Linked DNA regions of Mus musculus: region 1 is linked to region 2. The links are chromatin contacts, called in public HiChIP or PLAC-seq maps. All regions are on one chromosome and are shown on one strand. The core of a region is the stretch at or near the end of the contact, and the rest is flanking DNA. Distances in the headings are between cores, read along the strand shown.

The links. HiChIP or PLAC-seq counts read pairs in DNA pulled down with a chosen protein or histone mark.
Region 1: a contact with region 2 is called in an H3K27ac HiChIP or PLAC-seq map of microglia, with 7 times the contacts expected there. The contact joins the enhancer-like site here to the promoter of Cav2 in region 2. A contact is called at or near these places in 18 of 39 promoter capture datasets (the 3T3-L1 cell line, 3T3-L1-derived adipocytes, cranial neural crest and 11 more), 5 of 115 datasets of contacts at active chromatin or transcription factors (bone marrow-derived macrophages, fibro-adipogenic progenitors, microglia and 1 more) and 2 of 9 other capture datasets (adipose tissue and macrophages).

What each region holds. Positions count from the first base shown.
Region 1 is chr6:17,587,907-17,591,415 of GRCm38.p6, forward strand. No RefSeq gene overlaps it. Among named protein-coding and RNA genes, the nearest start is that of Capza2, 47 kb to the right of the region's middle. Within about 2 kb of position 1,540, at least 25 of the 459 cell types and tissues checked have an H3K27ac peak or open chromatin away from gene starts, as enhancers often do. A contact at or near this core is called in adipose tissue, liver and microglia, where this site is marked.
Region 2 is chr6:17,279,816-17,283,092 of GRCm38.p6, forward strand. It overlaps Cav2 (caveolin 2), which reads left to right and starts at 1,370. Exons shown (of 3, transcript NM_016900.4): 1 at 1,370-1,695; 2 at 2,080-2,267. The coding sequence starts at 1,546.

The sequences.
Region 1 (3,509 bases), core at 290-2,789, 310 kb after region 2:
ACAGTGCAGGGAATACAAAGGCCGGCAGGTCCTCTTTCATTTCTAAAAAAGAAAAACAAGGGTTAATGATAATGTAGGTGTCAGGCAGCTTGCCCAGTGTGCATGAAAGCCCAGGTTTGATCTTCTACATCACACAAATGGTGGCGATTATACACAGAGATTCCCCAGAATTCCGTGCTAGAAGCAGGAGGAACCAGGGTACAATGTCATCCTTGACTACCTAGCTAGCTAGAGGGTAGCCTGGGTGTCTTAGTCAGGGCTTCTATTCCTGCACAAACATCATGACCAAGAAGCAAGTTGGGGAGGAAAGGGTTTATTCAACTTACACCTCCATGTTGCTGTTTATCACCAAGGAAGTCAGGACTGGAACTCAAGCAGGTCAGGAAGCAGGAGCTGATGCAGAAGCCATGGAGGGATGTTCTTTACTGGCTTGCCTCCCCTGGCTTGCTCAGCCTGCTCTCTTATAGAACCCAAGACTACCAACCCAGAGATGGTCCCACCCACAAGGGGCCTTTCCCCCTTGATCACTAATTGAGAAAATGCCTTAGAGTTGGATCTCATGGAGGCATTTCCTCAACTGAAGCTCCTTTCTCTGTGATAACTCCAGCTGTGTCAAGTTGACACAAAACTAGCCAGTACACCTGAGTTACACCACACTTTGCCTTTTTCCCCAAAAGGAGAAAGAGAAATGGAGAGAAGGGAGGAGAGGAGAAGGAGAGAATAATGACAGAAATCTTGACTGCAGTAAATTATTGCAATCAGCATGTAAATTGGGGAATTTAAGAGTTGTAAATGTAAGGGGCACCAGTTTAAGGAAAAGTTTACAAAAGAAAATGCCTCTCTTTGTTAAGCCTAATTGGACAGTCGGCGGGGGGGGGGGGGGAACATTTCTCAATGAAGGGAATTGTGCAGTTAAAGAAGCATGGCAATGGTTACAAAGCAAATAAGATTAATTTGAGGATGAGAATACCTCAGCGATAAATAGAAATTTGATTTTATAATGTGCCTCAGTGTACAGACCCGTGTGTGCCTTCTCTGCCCACAGCATAGTCTCACCGTTCGTTTTTTTCTCATGGTGTGGGGACGTGGGTTTGAAAAGTTAAGGACAGAACTGGGGGTGGGGAGGGGGGTAATAATCAGAAAAGAAAATGAGTTTTATGCAATTTTTGGCTCTCATCTGCCCAGCTCTGGCCATGTCAGCCTATCCTCACCATGGTCATGTGTCCATACAGAATACTCTGTGCTCGTGGCTGTGTTGCTCTGAGTTATTAGCTCTGTTGACAGGACAGGACACTGCCAACAGGAGACCCCACGACGTGTTGCAGGTGGAGGATCACATGGAACCCCTGAGTGGGGCTCGGGACTCTACTGTTGCTCCAGGAGTATAGAAAAGACCCAAACCTTAGAGGGCTTTGATATCCTCCTGTGGTGTTAGGAAACTGTCATACTCAAAGGCTTTCACGCACAAGGGCAATGAAACCAGAACTCTTGTGTGAAATAATGATGGCATTGAAAGGAAGCGGATTGGTGAAAGGTCGGTAGGAGGCTGTTTCATAAGGTCAGGTTGACTTAAGCAGAAACCACAGCTTGCACCAAAGGAGACAAGGGGTCAGCGCCCCTGCTCCTGTCGCGCCGTTGCTTTATGATTGTGTTTGATGACACAGTTGTTTACAACCCTTGACTTTCTCCCCGGCCTCATCATTAGTGTTACTTTAGAATAATGAAGCCTGCTCCATCCATTAACTCCACTAACATTTGCTCTCCCTGTGGATGGAGGTTAAAAATTAATTACTCTTCCAACATATTGATTACACGACTATAAATATACAAACAGCAACTATGGGGACCCTTTGTTTAAACAGCTTGTTTGCTCTTTTTTAAAGGGGAGAATTAGCATAGAAGGAACTTGGACATACAGGAGATACCGAAAAGGCAGCCCTAGAGTGCCACCTAGTGTTCACGCCATGCCAACACACAGCGTCTCCCTCTGCTTTTATTGCCTGCTGTCCAAATACAAATGTGGATTTTAGGCAAACAAAATATTTATTTTGAAACTGTAGCAAAAATGATAGTCCCATTCATTTTCTAGGTGGTGGTGAGTGGACAAAATGGAAGGCTATCACTTGCAGTTTTGCCTCGTCCCTCATCCAACATCCTTTAATCATGATGGGGGGGGGAGCCCTAGTGTAGAACTAGCTATACTCTGACTCTTTTCGTCTCTTTAACTAGGTAGTTTCTGATGAATTCCCCGATTAAAATTGGTTTATCTTCTCTCTCTCTCTCTCTCTCTCTCTCTCTCTCTCTCTCTCTCTCTCTCTCTCTCTGTGTGTGTGTGTGTGTGTGTAAAAGATGACTAGCATGGACTCAGCTAGGCTCTGGGGTTGAACTCTCCTGCCATGGAAATGTATCATTACTAGGGTAACTCATTTATCAGAGTTCTGCCTGCTACAGACATTAAAATTCACTTTGTTTCCACGTCCCTAATACAGCCCAGCCCTTAGGAAGCACGGTTCTATATTAGGCAATTCACACTGACCTTGTGACTACCAGCACTCATGCTGGTAACTTAAAAAGACGACACTCCAGGAGAAATGGAGTCTAAGGTCACAGTTGTAAATCTTAGACAGGAAGGCCAAAGATTATCACCTTGATACCAAGTGCCAAGGGTTCCTTTCTGCTTCGGAGTGTCATATTTCAAAGTGTGTTCCGAAACCTACAGGTGAACTGTCACCTATAGACTGTCTCAAATACAACACAAACATTTTAAGGAAAACTGGATAACTGGTGGGGAAAGCAATTACATATATCATACCTGAAATTCATTGAGAATTTTCATTTCACCTTCTAATAAAGCCCAGGTATAATAATTTTTATCAATTAAAAGGTTATGTGAGCCTATGGATTTTTAAATACTTTGCATGTGGGCCCTGAACTCTGTAAACAGGAACTGTTTATACCAGCAGAAGTTGTGCTCTGTTGAGATCATGGACAAACGTTCGACTTGGACAAAAAACAACCCCGTTGGGTGTCTCAGAAGCTTCTGAGCAATGCGTTTCCGAGAGGTCAGGGGGCTTTAAGAGAGGAAACACGAAAGCTGATGACTGCAAAGTAAAAATATTATCATCAGGCTCCAGCTGTGGCTTCAACATCGGGTTTTATATAAGGAAAAACAAAGTAGATTAAGCCCATCTTCAAAAAAGAAAGGAGAGAGAGGGTGGGAGAGGGAGAGAGGGAGAGGGAGAGGGAGAGGGAAAGGGAGAGGGAGAGAGAGGGAGAGAGAGGAAGGGAGAGGGAGGGAGAGAGAGGGAGAGAGGGAGAGAGGGAAAGGAAGAGAGGGAGAGGGAGAGAGATTTAAAGTATTTTCTTACTTGGCTTGTTATGCATACAGAACATTAAATGTAGAATAGCGTTAAGCTGTCATTTCCTTGAAAGCTAGCATTCTGGCACATTCCAACCCCCCCCCCCAGTCAACCCCCATTCAGCCCCCCACTCAGCCCTGTGGAGTTCCA
Region 2 (3,277 bases), core at 120-2,619:
AACTGTCTCTTCCAAACCCTGGAAATCAACATGAAGGCCTCCCCTTCAAACTCCTGCCATCGGGCGTAGCATCTAGACCCTATCTGATTCTCAGAAAGTCCGAATGAATGCAGGATGGTGAAGTGCTGAGAAAACAGTGAGTGTAAGGCCTATACCACCCCTTCGAATTAAAAAGGATTTAAATAAAACCAGGAAGGAAAAGTATAATCAGGGGGAGGGGGAAGCTTGAGTAACGGGACTCGGTGAGGGGGCGAGAGAAGAAGCCTCCAGGACGTGGGATTCAACCCTGCGCCATTCTGCATTACTGACATGATGACCCACACACTGCAGTGGAAGAAGATACACTCCCTATTCAACTATGACATTTAGAGTTTTGCCTTCCAAATATGTTCTCCGATCAGTTCCCAGGTTGTTTAGTTGGTTGTTTTGTAACTTGTATTACTCCCCAAATAGCCTTTCCTTTTCCAAAGAAACCTTCAAATCCATTTCCTACAAGGGATTTGATTTGTGCAGCAGGCTCTAAAGCCGGCTGTCCAGAGCAATGCCCATTCTTTGGTACTATAGTTTGGGGTCTGGGCAAACTGAAAGCATCATTCCATATCTATACTCACCAAGTTCCTATTTCGCGCAGGCAAAGTTTTAGGTTACCAGATGGCAAACTCTTTATGCCAACTCCTCCCTACTGAAGCTCTTGAGAGAATGGTCAGCGGGCTTATCCATGTACCATGATGTAGTTATATGCTTGTTTATGCTGCTCCTACGATGGCATTACAGACCTGTCTGCACGGCATTAGTTCCTGCAGTCTTTGAACAAAATCCTGATTTAAGGGAAAATCCAAAGTTAGTTGTAGTTTGGAGGCAGAAGAGCAGACCTATCCTTGGGGTATGATGGCAACAAACTCCTATAACAACTTACATAACCAACTCTGGGGAAACAAAAACAAAACGAAAGGGCTGCTGCAGTCCATTATCTATCAACAAGGTACGCCTTAGCCTCACGATTCAGCTACAATGCTTGCTGTGAGTTGGGGACCAAGTAAAAGTTAGGAATTAACATCTCATTCTCTCAGGATAGCTCTGAGGAGCAGGTGCCACAACTCTAATCCAACCAGTAGATGCATGTAGACTTCCCTAATGCTTGCCCCCTAGCACCTCCAGACCTTCTTCCAGTACACACACCTCCCTGACCAATCTGTCTGCCTTTAAGCATCCCTGTTCGGACTGCAAGCCAAGTGGCCCGGGAGGTCTGCTTTGCCCGGCTTCACCAAGCCAGGAGATGACTCATCGAGCCGGTTCCCCGGGCTCCTTGGGGCTTTGGCAAACAACTGGAGAGGTGCCCTCCCTCCCCGCAGGCCCGGCGGGGCGGGGCGGGGTTCGGCCAGCCAAGGCTGGGAGCGGGAACCGGCAGCGGGAAGCGGCCGCCGCCCGGGCAGCCCGAGGCTAGGCAGGGCGAAGCCAGGCGGGGCGGGGCTGAGCGCCACGGGAAGGGGAGGCAGGGCTGCCTAGGGACCGAACGACCGAGCCACTCTTGCAACGCCAGCCACGATGGGGCTGGAGACCGAGAAGGCCGATGTGCAGCTCTTCATGGCCGATGACGCCTACAGCCACCACAGTGGCGTTGACTACGCAGATCCTGAGAAGTATGTTGACTCGAGTCACGACCGGGATCCTCACCAGCTCAACTCTCATCTCAAGGTGAGTTTCAGGCTGGGCTATCACTCATCTAGGCTGGAGGCTGCTAAGGGTCCCTTGTATGCTGCAGGAGGATGACTCTTGACCTTCTCCCCAACAGTGGGGGTTGGTCCCATTGCTAATGCTGGTTCCATTGGCACTCTGCCCTGGTCCCACAGCCTTCAGGCTCCCTGAACAGCCACACAGTGTCCAACTCCTGTGTGCCCAGTGTCACTCTAAGAAAAGCTGAAGATACTCTAGCCAGGTCGCCTTTCCTTCGGACTTCCCCTTCTTAGAGTGCTTCTGCCACCACACCCCCCACCCCCACCAACTTCGTTCCCTCCCCACCCCGACCCTATCCCCGACAGGTTGGATGACGTCATGAGTCCTTGCATCTTGTCTCTGCAGCTAGGCTTCGAGGATCTGATTGCAGAGCCTGAGACTACACACTCCTTTGACAAAGTGTGGATCTGCAGCCATGCTCTCTTTGAAATCAGCAAATATGTGATGTACAAGTTCCTGACCGTATTTCTGGCCATCCCCTTGGCCTTCATTGCGGGTATCCTGTTTGCTACCCTCAGCTGTCTGCACATCTGGTGAGAGGGGACACATGGGTTGATTCTGAAGCTTACAGAAGTTTTTGCCACCTGCTCTCTGCTCTTCCTATTTCCCAGGGCCCATTTGCAGAGAAAACGCTTACATTAGTTCCCAAGGGTAACAAGACCTGAGAAATCTTGAAGGGCAGTGTGCTTTCTTTAGAATAATAGTCCCGGCTGAGAGTTTAAACAGAAGGAAGCAAGGGCCTCTTTCCTGGGTGTGATTTTTCCTTCCATGCAGAAGGCTGAGCTGAGTGTGGAGGTGGGGGCTGGAAGGCCACTTCCTGTCATAGGCTGCTCTCTCCAGGGCCTGTTGTGACTCGTGCCTGTGGTTCTGGGCAGGTCCTTTCCTCCTTTCATTGACTTTTATTCAGTCACCATCTGTGCTTGGGCAAAACAAACGTTGATCTCAGAGAAAACAGCGCTTACATTCTGACCCTTGGAGAAGGGCAGACTTTAGTAAAACAGTGCTATGAACTGAGCCACTCAAGTCTTGCTATTGGTAAATGGCAGCCATGAACCCAGGGGAGACAGGAGTGTTTACAATGATTGGGTTGAACATCTACCACGAACAAATAAAATGTTAAGCTATGAAACAAGGGGATAGGCCATTACATTATTGTTTCACTTATGAAGCACACACACACACACAAATGCCATCTAGTTACAAGAAAAAGAAATATGGAAACCAATCGAATGTTGGGATGTCTGTAAAGTTATTCACGTTCAAGATGCATCATAAGCTTTTTTAAGCACTCAAACTTGTCTTAAGGGAACTAGCCCACTCCTCCAAGAAATGTTTTTTGTGTTAAAGGTTACCCACTTCATTCAAAGAATCATCCCCAATGTCACAATAGTTTTCACGCTGGTACCTCAAGGTGGTCCTGGTGACACGTGTGACCCTAGATACCACCGTTTAGTTTTTCACATCATGGGGCATTGCCACATCCCAGGGCAGTCTCAGTGTTCAAAGAGTTATCCAACTTACTCCTTCTTTCAGTCTCGAGGTA